Regions from separate parts of the Mus musculus genome. Here regions 2, 3, 4 and 5 are each linked to region 1. The links are chromatin contacts, called in public Hi-C and HiChIP or PLAC-seq maps. All regions are on one chromosome and are shown on one strand. Each heading gives the region's core, a stretch centred on a gene start, on an enhancer-like site or on the middle of the called end of the contact. The rest is flanking DNA. Distances are from core to core; before and after follow the strand shown. Region 1 has its middle 79 kb from the start of Gm12511. Region 2 has its middle 78 kb from the start of Gm34482. Region 3 has its middle 110 kb from the start of Gm34482. Region 4 has its middle 130 kb from the start of Gm34482. Region 5 has its middle 150 kb from the start of Gm34482.

Region 1 (2,823 bases), core at 201-2,700:
ATCCCTTCTATCCATTCAGTCTAATTATTATGGGTCAAGAACAGCAATTGTCAGTCAGTGTGCTGGGAGCTGCAGAATCAGCCAAGTCACATCTATCCTTGGAGTCTCCTCCTCTGAGGTGGTTAAATCTCAGTCTTTCTTAGGGAATACTTCTTTGCCTCGTCCACCCGGACAAATAGATATTTGTCATCCCTGTAATACCAAAAAGTGGAGAGGGAGGGAAGGAGGGAGGGAGGGAGGGAGGGTGTCCGTTCCTTTTCCTCATAACATTTGGCTTTTTAGGAGAGTCACTGTGCCAGAAATTTTGGAATATCTTGTTACTTTAGACAACGGAAGACAGGGAGACTTCTCATTTTTAATTGGGAGTAAAAACTTGTGTATGGAGCAGAGGTGAGGTTTCCACAGGTCAGAGAACTCACCTCTGCTGGGCTGGATTGGAGCTGAGGAGGAGGGGCAGCAGAACTGAGTTGGCTTCCTTCCACGAAGTGAGAAATCGCCACGGCATGGATGATGCAACTGAACGGAGATGGTGCAGAAAGTCCTATCAGCACATTGACTCACCTCGCCCAGCCTCAGTTTCCCTTTGTGTAAAAATAAGAGGTCCGAAATTCTTGTACAGGGCACTAGGTTTACCCGAGGGCATGAGCAGGAGAATGCCAGCTGCAGACAGATTCACAGGGAGGGAGGGTGCTTGTGGGATATGAGGGCTTCCACATCTAGGCACAAGGAATATTCCTCCTTTTCTGTTTTCTGGGTCCCTGCATAGCTGGCGGCCCCAGTGAAGGGCTGTAGGGGGCAGCCTGAGTGTTCTGGCTGGGGGTGGGGTAGGGTGGGGTGGGGTGGGCAACAGCTGGACAAGTTACTGGGAAATCATATTATTTCAGACTACTAGGTATTCTAGGGGCGTAGTGATGATGGTGGATCTTTTCTGTTTTATTTGATGAAGTTGGCCTTGATAAATGCTGCTGCTTTGTTTTTTCGCTCTCCCACATGTTTGTAAATCTTCGAAACACGCAGTTCCAGTATAAAAGGGAGGTGTAGAAGGGACTTGATTTGAGCCTGGCTGGAGGCATGCAGCTTTTGGAGTGGCAGCTTGTTGTCACCTTCCCCTGAGACAAAGGCTGTATTAACCTTGGGAGCATCAGGCTTCTTGGCCACTTTCTCTGAGGCCATCCTGATGTGCATTTTCCTTTCTCATCTCTAGGGAGGCAGCACACAGAACGCAAGGCCGCCGAGGATGGAGAGGGTAGGGCTCTGCGAGGTGCCTCTCCAAGGCCTGGGTCCCCAGGTCAAGGGCAAGATGTGCGGTGCAGGCACTCCCGAGCTGGCTGGCGCAGCAGCTAGGATGCTGCGCAGAGCGCTGCTGGCGGCGTCGGGAACTGACCAGGCCGCGTGTGAGCGCCGGGATTCCTGCTCCGGCCTTAAATATGCCGGTTATTTTTATCCCCCTACGTCAGGCCAGCGAAGGCCATCCCACCAGTGGCCGCGGCAGGCTGCTACACAATGTTTCCCTTCAGTCGGGAGGGGAAATGGAGGGAGGCCAGACTTCCTGATCACATGGTGCTGAAGTCAATGAAAAAAAATGAAGGGGGACCCCTCCCTTGCGCTGGGGTGCGCGGGCCAGGGCCCCCCACCCACCCCCTCGGGCCGCGCGGCCAGGGAAGCGCAGGCTCGCGGGCGGGCGCGGGGCCAGGCGCAGGACCGGGCAAACATAAACACCAGATCGGGGCAGTAATTGGCGGCTCCGAGATCGCTGAGGAAATGAGAGGCTTGTACGAAACATCAGCCGACAAGAAACGGGGTGATGTCAGACAGCCTTCCAGGATTAGAAACCCTTAAAAGCTCCGAGCCCGCGGCGGCTGCGGAAAAGCGCTTTCGGTCCTGGCTCTGCGGGTAGGAAGCCCGCGGACTGCGGACGACTCCGGGCTCCTCTCTTCCTCGCTCTCTTCTCCTCTCTTCCCCCCCCCCCCCCCCCACCCGCTCTAGTCTCTTCTCCTTGAATTCCCTTTTTGATTTTGAACTAAAAAGAAGGGGAAAGACGTCAATTTCCATGTCTAAAGCATCTCGCCTCCCCTCCTCCCTCCTTGTATCCTGTTACTACTTTTGGACTAACAGATCCTACTCAAATCAAGCAGGAGGGGGATAAATAAAAGTTTAGCTCTGTTGTCCGAGTCTCTTCGGTTTCTTCTTACATTCTCTTAGAACTGCGAGTTGCAATACTTAGCACACACAACAGGGGTTTTCTAGCTGCTTCTCTGCTCTCCAGTCTTGAGGGCAGCTTAGCTAACAGTCAGTGGCAGGTTGTTCCCTAACCCACAGGAGCCTCCTGTGACCTTACGGTAGAAGCTGAGCCTCATTTGTTCATTGCCTGCATACATCAAAAAAAGCGCCACTTTTCCAGGCGTTTCTCTTTCAGTGTTTACCTGGATTAAAGGGGGTGTGGATGTTTGGAAAGGGCTCGAGCCCCTGCAAGGAGAGGCACCCAAGGCACCCTTTTCAAAGGATGATTTATGTTTGGGTTTTCTCAGATAGGGGCGCAAAGAGTCCGTTCCCTGTCTCTGTGACAGGTGAGCTCCGCACCTGGCTCCTAGCTTTGGGATATTTCAGCAGCTTCACACAGCACTGTCACTTACTCTCCTTTAAGGCAGGTTTGCTCACCTTTCTTCCAGAGACCCAGGAAAGGGTCACAGCTGGGCCAAGTTTGTACAACCTCAGAAGAAGAATGGGGCTAATTCCAAAGACATAGGTTTAACTCATTGCTGTCCACTCATTGTACTCCCCTGCAACACTGTTGAATCTTTTGATAGTTCCCTCCCATGGTTG
Region 2 (2,823 bases), core at 135-2,634, 220 kb after region 1:
TCCTTTTCCTTTCTCTCTGCTTCCTTCTTTTTCCTTCCCTTCTGCCTTCCTGCTCTTCCCTCTCTCCCTCCTTTTCTTTATCTCCTTCCTATTTGTTTACACCGGAACTCATCAATAAGACCAAGACTGTTTATTTGTTTGAAACGGGTCTTCACCATGTAGCCCAGGCTGGCCAGGACCTTCCCCAACCCCCTGCACAGTGCTGGGACCATAGGCTGGTGCTATCACTCCTGACCCTTCTCTTTCCTCTTGGCCTGTTTTTTTTTGTTGTTGTTTTTGTTTTTTGGGTTTTTTTTGTAGCCCATTTTTATATACATTTACAAATGTATGAGCAAGAAAGCTCGAAAATCTTTACAAATGGCCTGCTTGCCATATATAGTTGAGAAGTGTTGCCTCAGAAGAGAAACAGGAAAACCGAAGCCTCCAAGATGAACTCATCCCATCTGTTCTCTTACAGCTATGAGCTAAAAGTGTCGTTTTTACAACTTTGAATGGCTGTCAAAAGAATCAAAGAAGAACACATTTTATGATGTACGGAAATTACACAAAATTCCAGTTTGTGTGTATTAATGCAAGGTTGTTCTTTTTTTTTTTAAACCAGGCACACACATCCATTTCCATATCTCCTATGGAGTTTTCACACTATAAAACTATTATGTCCACGAAGCCTAAAACAGTTACTCTGTGGCATTCTGAAATCGTTTTCCCCACCCTGATTTATATATAGTTCTGATTTGCTAGCTTAGTTGTCTTCTAGTAATTCAAAGTGATTTTACTTCATCAAAATCGTCGGAATTATACCACTTCTGCGGAGGTAGGGGAGTTTTGATAAAACTTCGCTAATCCCAGCAGGTATGTCCTCAGTTGGTGTTCATTTAGGGGTTTTGCAGAGGTCATGCTCTGGATGCCCCATAACTGGCAGTCTGTGGCTTGGCTCACCCCATCTTCCGAGGGAAAACGCCTGCTGCCTTTGTTGTTCTGGGCATTCCCATTCACGTTTTCACTAGGCCTGACCCTGCCTGGCTTGTAAAATCTGATGGGCTCCCTGCCCAAGGAGGAATGGCCTCGGGCAGGTGGAAGTGCCACTCCAGAGAGGTGGTAACCGGTGAGCAGAAGGCAGGCTACAGGAGGAGGGGCTGCACCTCTCTGTTCTTCTGGCCTGCGTTGTCTTCTCCCCATGCTGTAGGGCTTCCTGAATCTTAAGTCTCAAACAGTTCATTAGCTTGCCTGGAGAGTCAAATAATCTGGGCTTCTCAGGAGTCCAGTGTTATTTCCCTAGGAAGGACTCCTGGGGACGTAAAAGAGTCCTCTACGTGAGTAGTGAGCTGGTACCTGGCAGGAGCAAGCCGGGCAAACATTCCCTTTACGTATGAGCCACGAGAGGAGGACGACACAGATGTCAGAAGCCGGCTTGGGATCCTGGGTGCTCGCCCAGTCCTTGGCCCAGAGTAGAGGCAGTCAAACTACACTGGCAAGAATACCAGTGCATGGTGCCAGGAGGATATGTCATTTACCAGCTGCGTCATTTTGGGCAGCGCTCATCACCTCTTGGAGCCTCCTCTGGGAAGCTGACTGGTGGGGCAGTTGGAAGGATCAGAGCATTAATCAGCGTAAGTGGAGTTTTGTCAGCTGCGAAGACTGAGGGGGTATTCCAAAGCAATGTGTAAGTAGGTCCTTTGGTGCCCCATACTGACAAGGGATAGTTAGAGATACGGCCAATAAAGTGCTGCTCATGAGATCTTTTTAAAACCAGTTTGGGTCTTTCTCCAGTTCCGTGGCTAGGCTGTTGAGGATGTTGAAAGCCTCTAGCCATCCCAGTCTTTCCTGACCCCAGCTTCCTCTTGATATTTGGCTTTCTCTTTGCAGCATCCCTGTTGTGTGGTTTCCCAGCCTTTCCTTACATATTTCTGGTGATGGGAAACTCATTCCCTGATGAGGGAATCCCTTTTGTCTTGATCAGGCCATTGGGAAGTTCCTAATGGCCCAAAAGGTATAAACTGAGGCTCACTTCCAGTACTGCTCCACCCCCCAACACTGAACAAATGTAGTCCCAAAGCTGTAAGAATCAGTCCAATTCTCTTTATGAATTCCATGGACTCCCTGTAATTCTTCACTTTTTTTTTCCTCTTAGAAGTCCTGACAGATCGTGAGTTCCCGAGTTTCAGGGAATATGCTATTGTGCTTATTCTGGCTCCGTGCATGCACATGTGTATGCATATGCACACATATATCATTGCATGTATAGGTCTGTGCATGCACAAAATGCATATATAAATAAAAGAAAATGCCTTTCAAATTTTGACTCACGATTTTCTTACCGTAGGCTCTTGTCTTCCTATAGCATGTAAACTTGAACATCTAAGAAGTATGAGCTAGTGCATATGGCAAGTAAGAATATGACTTCTGTGCAAACAAGGCAGACCTTCTGGTGACATCCACACCTTTCTCTGCGGTGTCACATGGCAAATGGAACAAGGGGGTGTGGCTTCATTTTGCTCAGCAACTCATTTTTAAAATTGTAAACTCATTCTTTAAAAATATATCAAAAGTAAGTGCTTGCTTGAGCTTGAATACTCACTGATGGCATGGATTGTGCACAGAACCAGTCAGAAGCTGTGCATGCTCAGGGCCTCTGCATCTCCTGGAGCATCCCCTCTACCCATAAGATATGCATGAGCTACAACTGTGTCATGAGGTTGCTGAGCAGAGTGGAGATGACACAGTCTGAGCCTGGCATGTCAGATACCCTCCCCTAGGGCCATGCCTCCCTCCCTAGACACATCAGCTAGCTCTTCAGGAACGGGAATTGATGGTGTTTGCTTC
Region 3 (2,823 bases), core at 133-2,632, 190 kb after region 1:
AAAGGCCTACCCTAAATGTGGGAGGTATCACACCTAGATAAGCGTCTCAGCCTAAACAAACAAAATGGCAAAAAGCAGAAAGCCAGCTAGGCATGGTGTTCATCTCTCTCTGCCTCCTACCTGAGGATACAACAAGAACAGCTTCATCACATTCCTTCCAACATCCCTTCCATGCCAGGATGAACATGATTCTCTGAAACCTTTAGCCAAAATCAGCCATTCCTTAAGGGGCTCTCTTATATCAGATGCCTTCAGAAACAGAAAAGGTAGTTGCTGTAGGACCCTCATTTCTCTCAGCCCAAGTAGCAGCAATCAAAGCTTAGGGCCTAACACAGGGCCTAACAGGCAAAAAAATCACATCCTCTCTCCTTGTTCTTGCTTCCTCTTTTATACAAATAAAAATAATAGACTTATGATATTAATACAAGCTTATAGCTTGTGCATAAGCTTGCAATATTAATGAGAAGTGCTTTTGCAAAGAATAGAAGTCTTCATAAATATTCCTTGAATGTCCTGTGAAATGGTAGGTGTATATCCATCAGGCAAGGCATGTATTTCCACCAGAACCCTGTTGCTACACTGGAGTTTTTCATTTGTTCACTAATGAAAGCACAGCATGGTACAGATCCCATTCAAAGTGCTGTCAAATTTACCAGTAACATTAGGGAGACACAGGTATTACTCTCATGTTGCAGAAAACTAGGGCTACTGATAGGTAGAGCAGGGTCCCAGTCCTGCGATGTATCCCAGCGAACCTTCTGGGCCCAATGGGAACTGAGCCCAGTGGGAGGAAAGCATCAGGAAACTGAGCCTCCTTGGGTTAAAACTGCAACAGTGTTTCCAGCTGGGCAGTCAGATTGAGTTCCAGGATTTACTGGGACTATGCTCCCCAGCTGGGCTGGACACAGTCTTGCATCCTGCCTCCGTGTGCCTGGCGGGTGACAGGGAAGATTTGGAATTTCTGGGGCTGAGCTGGCAGTGATCTCCTCGAGCCAGGAGTGGGGCTGCTCTGATGAGTAGATAATTAGGATGCTTCTTTCAGCTGCAGATAAAGTCCAGAGCCTCACTCCAGCCATTATCCTGCCAACCCTAATAGAGCCAGATTGATGGATACAGCACGGAGGGAATTTGGAACATTCTTGCTCACACTATATCACACTCAATAACCGCTCGTGCACAATGTGGGACTTTTATAAGCCATTACAAAATCCATTTTGAAACGTCTCTGGGTGCGACAGCCAGCTGCAAAGCATCTGAAGTATCCCTGACATTTGGGCTTTGGTGGAGCTTGCGAGAACACAGAGAATGGAGAGCAATGGCGAGAGCACCCGAGCTGGCCAAGAGAATCGCATCATAAGCTCAGCAGATGGTAGCACTACAGCCCACTGTTCATCTTAGAGTGTACCTCAGCAAGAGCACTAATCCTTCTTGTTAGACAAGAACAGAAACCCCCCTACACCCCTAAATGCTTTCCATATGTTCTATTGTCTTCCCAGCACTTCAAGTCTACCTCAAAAGCCCCCAACTTAGCAACCTTCATATTAATGCTAAACATATTACATCAGTTCTAACACTGATATGTTTAATATGAATACAATTAAAGTTACTCCAACATAATCCTGATGAGATAAACAGCACTGCTTTATTATAAACGTCCCTGCAAGGTCCCTTGTAAAATATTATCAATGTTAATAGGAGCCCCCTCCACCCACCCAGATACTTGGGCTAAACAATGCCACTGCCTCCCTACTAATAACAAATATGTCCAGCGATTTAAACATCGGTACATCCAATGTAAACACCATTATAGCTAATGTAAAACAGTTACCCGGCCTCAGCTCCACAAGCCTTCAACCAGAAAGCTTCGGAAGAGAAATAACTGTTTCCTCAACAAGGATGCATTACAGCCTGCTGGTGCCATTTGCAATAGATTACTTAAGCCCATAAAGAAATGAAAATTGCAGGCCTGCTTTGAGCCAGAAATGATGAAATCGGAGAGCACAGGCACAGTATAGCATGGCATAGGCCTGCTTCTACCCAGGGAATGTGGGCCTGTGAGGTTGGGGCAAACTCTCCCTGAGTACAATATACAGCCAGAGAAGCCCAGCACCCAAGCCTTGTTGGTCCTGTCTCCAGTTCATGGCTTCTGCTCACACAGGCATGAAGCCCAAGACTGACCTGCCCAGAGCTGATGACTTGGTTGCTCAAATATGTGCATAAGGTTAGCTAGCATAGCATGACCAAGGGTGAGGACCATTGCTATGGTTTCTACCTTCCATTATAGAACGTCCCTTTCCTTTTCAGATGCTAGAGAAAGTCAAGCCTTTTGGCCAGAGACCTAGAGCCTTTTCCAGAACCTCTGAAATGATCAGGGAAATCCACAAACAAGCCCAAGGCCCATCCACACCACACCTGAGTTTCTTTCTTGCCCATCTCCCTTTCCTCTTCATCTCGGTGACTGGCAGGTTCCCCATCATTTTTGAGCACTTATTTCAGGAAATTTCTTGAGTATGATTCCAAGTTTTCACCCTGGTTTCTTTTCTTTTTCTCTATTCATCAGACCCACTCCTTTTATATGTGTAGACACCACACTTTGCCTTGGGGGCCTCTGAAGGGCAACCCTAGTAAAAAGCAGTTTCAAAATCTCCATTTTGTACAGGTGTATAAGGTGTTTGTGTGACACCGTGAACTAGCCTTCTTGACTTCCCTCAAGATGTCTCTGAGAAATTTGCAGAGGGGAATATTGCCCTTGGGGGATGATCTATGATATTTACTATAGCAGCCACAGAATTATAAGGTTCCATTATGACTCAGGGAACAGAA
Region 4 (2,823 bases), core at 127-2,626, 170 kb after region 1:
AGCAGCTTCTCTTTCTTTGTTCTTTTGAAGATTCCATCCTTGGGTCTCTTGACTTCTCACCAGCAGGATAAACTGAAGGGCTACAGGTTTTCTTTGCTTCCTGATGTCCATCCAGGTCCCAGCCAGAATCCAAGCAGCTGTGGAGATGTTCAGTTCCCTTTGGTCTCTTGGTCACCATAGAACATGTCTGTTTCCCAAGCCATCAGGCTACTTGTAAGCAAGAGAACATTAGGAACGACAGCTGGCTGAGGCATCTATAGTCTGAGTTCTCATCTTGACTGCTACTGGCCAGTTATCACTCACTAATACGTTGATATCTCACTCTTCCAAAGAGGCTCTAAAGTTTCTTTATAACTATAGGAAATAAAAGTAGAAATTATGAAGATAGTAGGGGCAGGGAAAACAGACTCAAGAATGACAGCAAAACAAATATAAACCGTTTGAGTAGTTCTTTCTGGCCACATTTGACCTTGAGTTTCCTAGCCGTTGGGGGAAACAAAGAAATGCCTCAGGTGAATGACATTATCTCTAAATCTGAGTTTCACTGTGGCTAAAATGAAACTAAAAACACTGACATCATAGGATCGCCCTAAGGATGAAATGAAGGTGGAATGTGAAATTCTTAAGTGTAAATATCTTATGGTAGGATCTGAGTTTAGGTGTGTGAATGTGTGTGTGTGTGTGTGTGTGTGTGTGTGTGTGTGTGTGTGTGTACATCCACACATGCGTGCACACAAGCATGCATGTATGTAAGAGGACTGTATCATATGTCATTCCCCAGGAGCTGTCTACCTTGGCTGTTGAGATAGTTTCCTGGTGCCTGGAGTTCACTGAATAGCCTAGGCTGGCTGGACAATGAATCCCTTTCTGTATCTACCACCCTTGCACCAGGGTTATAACCACATGCCATTATGCTTGACTTCTGTATGTGGCTTCAGATCCTCATACTTACAAGGCAAGCACTTTGCCCTTACCTCCCCAGCCCTGTGTACTGCCTCAGAGCTCATATCCCTTTCTCAGTGTGGTACAGGATAAGCCACGTGGATGCATGGTTAACTCTTACTCCAATGGACATGTGCAGAAGGAGAACTTGTCTCAAATAGGATGGCAGGTAAGGACAAAAATGCTCCTCTGTGTCTGTCCTTATTCCAACCCACTTGCCAGGAAGAATGGACCTCGACGGAGCAGAACTGCAGAGTTGGAAGGGAACAAGCTGAGCCCATCAACATCTCTTTTCAGGATGGTGGTGGGGAATGAGTTAGAGTTGATGTTCTCACTCCATTTTTTTCTTAAAGGACTCACTCAGAGGAGGGTACAAAGACGAGATTAAGCTAAAGGGGACAACACTGCTTTATTTATAGCTTAAGGAAGTGAAAGTCAGTCTGCGCTCTGGCTCACCGTTGCTACACACTCAGCCACCCGAGGATCCTCTATGCCTCTCCTCCCCTCTGCTGGCCCTGGCAAGCCAGGCCCTTGCCACAGCACAGCCAACAGCAAGAGCTCAACTACTCTATACAACGGACTGCTGTGAGAAGAGAATCATGGTGGAGAGGAATGTAGGGTTTGAAAGGGTCTTGTTTTCCTAAGTGCTTCTATGTTTTGACACAGCATCTTCTTCAAGCCCATCTCTGGGCTATTTAAAACATGGAGAGGAGTTGCCTTCCAAGTGTGCACATGTGCTCTGGAACCTCTGTGGAATACTGGTTTATTTTGAGCGGCAGTGTTTGACACTCTGATCCCAGGCCAAGGTCATCATGAGGCCTTTTTCTGCCTGTTCCCGAGCAACTGACAGCCTACATTCATGGCAGTGAACATGAGTGAGGAGCTCTCAAGCTAGTTCTGATGAGGCTACACCAGCTGAATGGTTACAAGAACCTTTGCCTGTCCACCTTCATTCTCGTGTCTCATTGGCCAGGGCAAATGCGTATTATTAGCCACCACCTTATTTGCAAGATCATGCAGAATAATGAGTAGGCCAGCCTACTCAAGGTCATGGTCATAAGCTCACAAAGGTACCAGACCTCATGCTCAGCATTGCTTCTTTGATACTGTTACATTCTACTTTTTTGGGAAGAAAGAAGGGATCACTGAGGAAGAAACAACTGATTGTAAACCCCAAACTAGTCAACAAATTAGAGACAAACTTTATTTCCTCCAGTCTGTGGTATGGTCATTCAGTGGCATCTCTGGTGTCACCAATTGCATTAGCAGAGTGCATATCAGGGAGAAGAATGCTGACTTGCATTTTCTGGGTGGGGTTAGTACAACATGGCAAGCCTGAACTGTTCGTGAGGTCTTTAGCAGCAAAACCTGCCTCTCTGTGCTTCCTCTCTTCTTTGTCCCATTTCCCTTTCTGAGTTGGTCACTTGGGGTGCTCAATTCCATGCACATCTGTGTGCACTTGAGATCTGAAACCCCACCAGCTGCAGAAGCATGCCACTCATTGTCATTTTTGGAAACCAAAAATGACCGGTCACACAACAGTGATTAGATAAAGCTTGTAATTAGTGTTTGCTGTAGTCAGCGACGTGGTATTTTAGGGACAAACAGCCACTCGGTGCTACATATAGCTTGGAATTTGTGGGTTTGGTATAACCCACCATTGTATGGTCAAGGAAGCAAAGGAGAAAGGGGAGACAGAGAATAGATAAAAGGAGAGAGGTTAGGAAGGCCCCTCCCACCAACGGACTTAAAAGGTTAAAGGACCCACAGAACTTTGGAGTGGACTTGCCTCAAAGTGGTACCCATTAGATGTCAAGGACTGCCTGGGTCCTTGATCTCGCAGTGTTTTCCAGACAGCTGGAGACACTTGACTCTCAGTGA
Region 5 (2,823 bases), core at 120-2,619, 150 kb after region 1:
TTGACACTTGCTGGGAAACACCAGGTGGAGGCCAGGAGAGGAGCGAAAGGGTCCTGGGAGGCTAAAGAAACCTAGAGAATGACAACTGCCTAAAAAGACTGGGCTGCAGGCTGTTGGTAGGGCAGGAGATGAGGGAGGTCACAAGGGAATGTGCTGTAAAGTACTCATGAATATTATGTACAACTTTAAGAGATGTTTTACCTCGGGGCTGGGGAGATAGCTCAGTTGGTCAAGTTACTCACTCTGTCAGCACAAAGACTTGAATTTGGTTCACAGAACATAGGTGAAAGAACTGGGTATGGTGTTTGCAAGAACTGGGTATTGTGTTTATAATCCAGTGCTGGAAAGGCACAGACAGCTGTATTCCTGGGGCTCACCAGCCAGCCATCATAGCCGAAGTAGTGATCCCTGGACCAGTGAGGGACCCTGTCTTGCACAAGGGTGGACTGACATAAGAGGCTGACCTCTGGACGTCACACACATATGAAGCTCTCACATGTGTACACATACACGTGCATGTTTTATCATCCCAAACATGAAACTTGCAATTAGAGGGTGAATAAAAAGCACAGGACCCTGGGACCCATGGTAATGAAGAAAGTCAAGATGACTTATAGGTTGAGCCTTTCACCTGTCTCTGACCTTACCGGTTTACAGTGCATATTTTCACTATTAGTGAGTGTCAACATGTAAGGTTCATGGACAGGGTGCCTAAGATGCCGCTGTGCTGCCTTACCGTGCCCTGCACTTCCTTTGTGAAAGGTTCTCAGGCCTTTTGCGAGTGAATATGTGGATGGTCAAGTGACTCTTCAGGCACACCCTTGACTGAGTCATGGTAGACTCTCAGAATTCCTCATAAAAATGTTATCTTATACTGGACCATATGCTTGCTGGAACTAGATTAGAACGAATTCTGATGAACTATTTTATTGAAACGTACTGTCAGCATTTATGAATTGGTTATATATTGGATCATGATTGTGATGATGGCTCAGTCCACTGGGTTTTATCAGAGTTTAAGATTGGCCGAATTATTTGTCTTCTATGGGCAAGATCAGTCTCCCATTGCCTCTTTGGATTTAATGAATTAGCTTTTTTTTTTTTTTAAACAAAATCTCATGTGGCTGGGGCTAGCCTTGAACTCATTAGGTAGCCTGAGATAGCCTTGCCATCCAGATCCTCCTATCTCTACTTCCTGAGTGCTAGAGTTGCCTGTATGCCTTCATGCCTAGGTTCTCTTCGGATTTAGAGTTCAGAGACACCCAGCTTGTTCCAAGCATCACCAGCTTCTGCTCACAGGGTACAAAGCAGAAGCATTGCCTTCCCACTGTAGCCAGAGCAGCTTCTCTCTCTAAAAGGGGACATTGCTCTTTCTGTTCTCTAAATAGGCAGTTCTGGCCCTTTGAGGGCCACAGAGAAGTCAGTTCCCGATTCAGGGGAAGCAGGAGCAGGCCTGAAGCAAGATATGAGTTTCTGATGCTTGAATTTTTTTCTATAGACTTCTCCCCCTCCATCCCCTTCCCTTTTCTCTCTCCCCCCTTCTCTCTTTCTTTCCCCCCCTCTCTCCTTCTCTTTCTTTCCCTCCCCCCTCTCTCTGGGCATGCAGCAAACTGGTGAACTCAGAATGTTTTAAATTTGGACTAGTCACTCTATAGAAAATGACCAACACCAACAGGAGCGAAATAAGGCAAGTCCGTGTGGCAAGCCGCTTTAGTGCATAGTTGTGAAACAGTGCTGGCTTTGTCAGTTGCGATTGACATTTTCCATGAATCTGTTCTGGTGTCACCTTTGTCTCTTGAAGCAGATGTGGCAAGCTCTCAGTTATAAGGGACAAATGAGAGTGTGTGAAGCACAATGACAACAATGGCTCCCACTGTCCATCAAACAACAATGGCCATGGAACCCTGCTTCTAAGTTATGCTCCCAACAACTGATTCCACAGGGGAACTGCACAGGTTTTAGCGACACCACAGACCTAGAAGCTCCCTTAAGCCAGTGCTAAGTCATATGAAATGAACTAGAAAGCACAGGACAATAGTATTGAGTTGGCTCATGAGAAATACCAAGATTCTAGAGTCTTAGAGCTGCTTGTTCTGGGGTGAGAGGTAACGTGGTGGCGGAGAATCCAGCCCAGCCTCCTCTTGTATTTCACATCCCACATGCCTAAAGTTGGCTTGGTAGACTCCTGTCTCTGGATAATCCCAGCCTCTGCTTGCCACCTTATGTTTTGTGACAGAGTTGCTCCTTGAGTGTGGGGCTAATTGATTGGCTGGCCAGTGAGCAGACAGTGTCTGCTTTCCCAGCACTGGATTGCAGGAGCACACTGCTGGATCCAGATTTTATGTGGGTGTTGGGATCTAAACTCAGGTCCTCCTGCTTGTGTAGCCAACACTCTACCTGCTAAGCCATCTCTCCAGTTTTCAGAAGCAGATTTCCATGTTAAAAAAAATTCCTACATCTTTGGAGTGAGTCTTTGGGCTATAAACGTGACACATGGCTGCAACAAATGGAAGCCATTTACATTTCAGTAATACTTGCCCCATTTTTGATGAAGCGGTCAGCTCCCAGGCATATGGAGAGGTCCAATTTGTAGCCTTTCCCCCTTTTCCCACCTCGCTGAGCCTTTTCCCTTTTAGGAAGCTTCTAGAAGGAAATGTACCTGACTCGATTGTTGGCTGTCTTGAGGGGAGAGAAACTAGTGAGTCTGTGACATTTCTCTTCATCCTGCTGCTTTAAACTCTGGGTGAAATGACAGGAAAGGACACAGGATGCAATTCTGGTGTCATCTGCCTTTACTTCTTTCTTTTGGGCTGGCAGTGAAAG

The links. A called contact is a pair of places that touch in the nucleus more often than the background predicts. HiChIP or PLAC-seq counts read pairs in DNA pulled down with a chosen protein or histone mark.
Region 2: a Hi-C map of muscle stem cells shows a contact between it and region 1, with 3 times the contacts expected there. The contact joins two enhancer-like sites. A contact is called at or near these places in 1 of 15 datasets of contacts at CTCF or cohesin (the NIH/3T3 cell line), 6 of 484 Hi-C or Micro-C datasets (the C2C12 cell line, cardiomyocytes, cerebral cortex and 3 more) and 6 of 115 datasets of contacts at active chromatin or transcription factors (the NIH/3T3 cell line, craniofacial prominence, fibro-adipogenic progenitors and 3 more).
Region 3: a Hi-C map of uterus shows a contact between it and region 1, with 4 times the contacts expected there. The contact joins two enhancer-like sites. A contact is called at or near these places in 8 of 484 Hi-C or Micro-C datasets (adipose-derived mesenchymal stem cells, bone marrow-derived macrophages, palatal mesenchyme and 2 more) and 1 of 115 datasets of contacts at active chromatin or transcription factors (microglia).
Region 4: a contact with region 1 is called in a Hi-C map of bone marrow-derived macrophages, with 47 read pairs. The contact joins two enhancer-like sites. A contact is called at or near these places in 2 of 15 datasets of contacts at CTCF or cohesin (the NIH/3T3 cell line and pro-B cells), 17 of 484 Hi-C or Micro-C datasets (B cells, the BV-2 cell line, CD4 T cells and 11 more), 8 of 115 datasets of contacts at active chromatin or transcription factors (bone marrow-derived dendritic cells, bone marrow-derived macrophages, heart atrium and 3 more) and 1 of 9 other capture datasets (embryonic stem cells).
Region 5: a contact with region 1 is called in an H3K4me3 HiChIP or PLAC-seq map of microglia, with 5 times the contacts expected there. The contact joins two enhancer-like sites. A contact is called at or near these places in 11 of 484 Hi-C or Micro-C datasets (B cells, bone marrow-derived dendritic cells, bone marrow-derived macrophages and 6 more), 6 of 115 datasets of contacts at active chromatin or transcription factors (bone marrow-derived dendritic cells, bone marrow-derived macrophages, heart atrium and 2 more) and 1 of 9 other capture datasets (embryonic stem cells).

Annotation. Positions count from the first base shown.
Region 1 is chr4:55,649,816-55,652,638 of GRCm38.p6, forward strand. No RefSeq gene overlaps it. Among named protein-coding and RNA genes, the nearest start is that of Gm12511, 79 kb to the left of the region's middle. Within about 2 kb of position 1,451, at least 310 of the 459 cell types and tissues checked have an H3K27ac peak or open chromatin away from gene starts, as enhancers often do. A contact at or near this core is called in B cells, the BV-2 cell line, bone marrow-derived dendritic cells and 8 more, where this site is marked.
Region 2 is chr4:55,874,042-55,876,864 of GRCm38.p6, forward strand. No RefSeq gene overlaps it. Among named protein-coding and RNA genes, the nearest start is that of Gm34482, 78 kb to the right of the region's middle. Within about 2 kb of position 1,385, at least 28 of the 459 cell types and tissues checked have an H3K27ac peak or open chromatin away from gene starts, as enhancers often do. A contact at or near this core is called in fibro-adipogenic progenitors and muscle stem cells, where this site is marked.
Region 3 is chr4:55,842,934-55,845,756 of GRCm38.p6, forward strand. No RefSeq gene overlaps it. Among named protein-coding and RNA genes, the nearest start is that of Gm34482, 110 kb to the right of the region's middle. Within about 2 kb of position 1,383, at least 27 of the 459 cell types and tissues checked have an H3K27ac peak or open chromatin away from gene starts, as enhancers often do. A contact at or near this core is called in palatal mesenchyme and uterus, where this site is marked.
Region 4 is chr4:55,822,830-55,825,652 of GRCm38.p6, forward strand. No RefSeq gene overlaps it. Among named protein-coding and RNA genes, the nearest start is that of Gm34482, 130 kb to the right of the region's middle. Within about 2 kb of position 1,377, at least 34 of the 459 cell types and tissues checked have an H3K27ac peak or open chromatin away from gene starts, as enhancers often do. A contact at or near this core is called in B cells, the BV-2 cell line, bone marrow-derived macrophages and 1 more, where this site is marked.
Region 5 is chr4:55,804,117-55,806,939 of GRCm38.p6, forward strand. No RefSeq gene overlaps it. Among named protein-coding and RNA genes, the nearest start is that of Gm34482, 150 kb to the right of the region's middle. Within about 2 kb of position 1,370, at least 28 of the 459 cell types and tissues checked have an H3K27ac peak or open chromatin away from gene starts, as enhancers often do. A contact at or near this core is called in bone marrow-derived dendritic cells, bone marrow-derived macrophages, granulocyte-monocyte progenitors and 1 more, where this site is marked.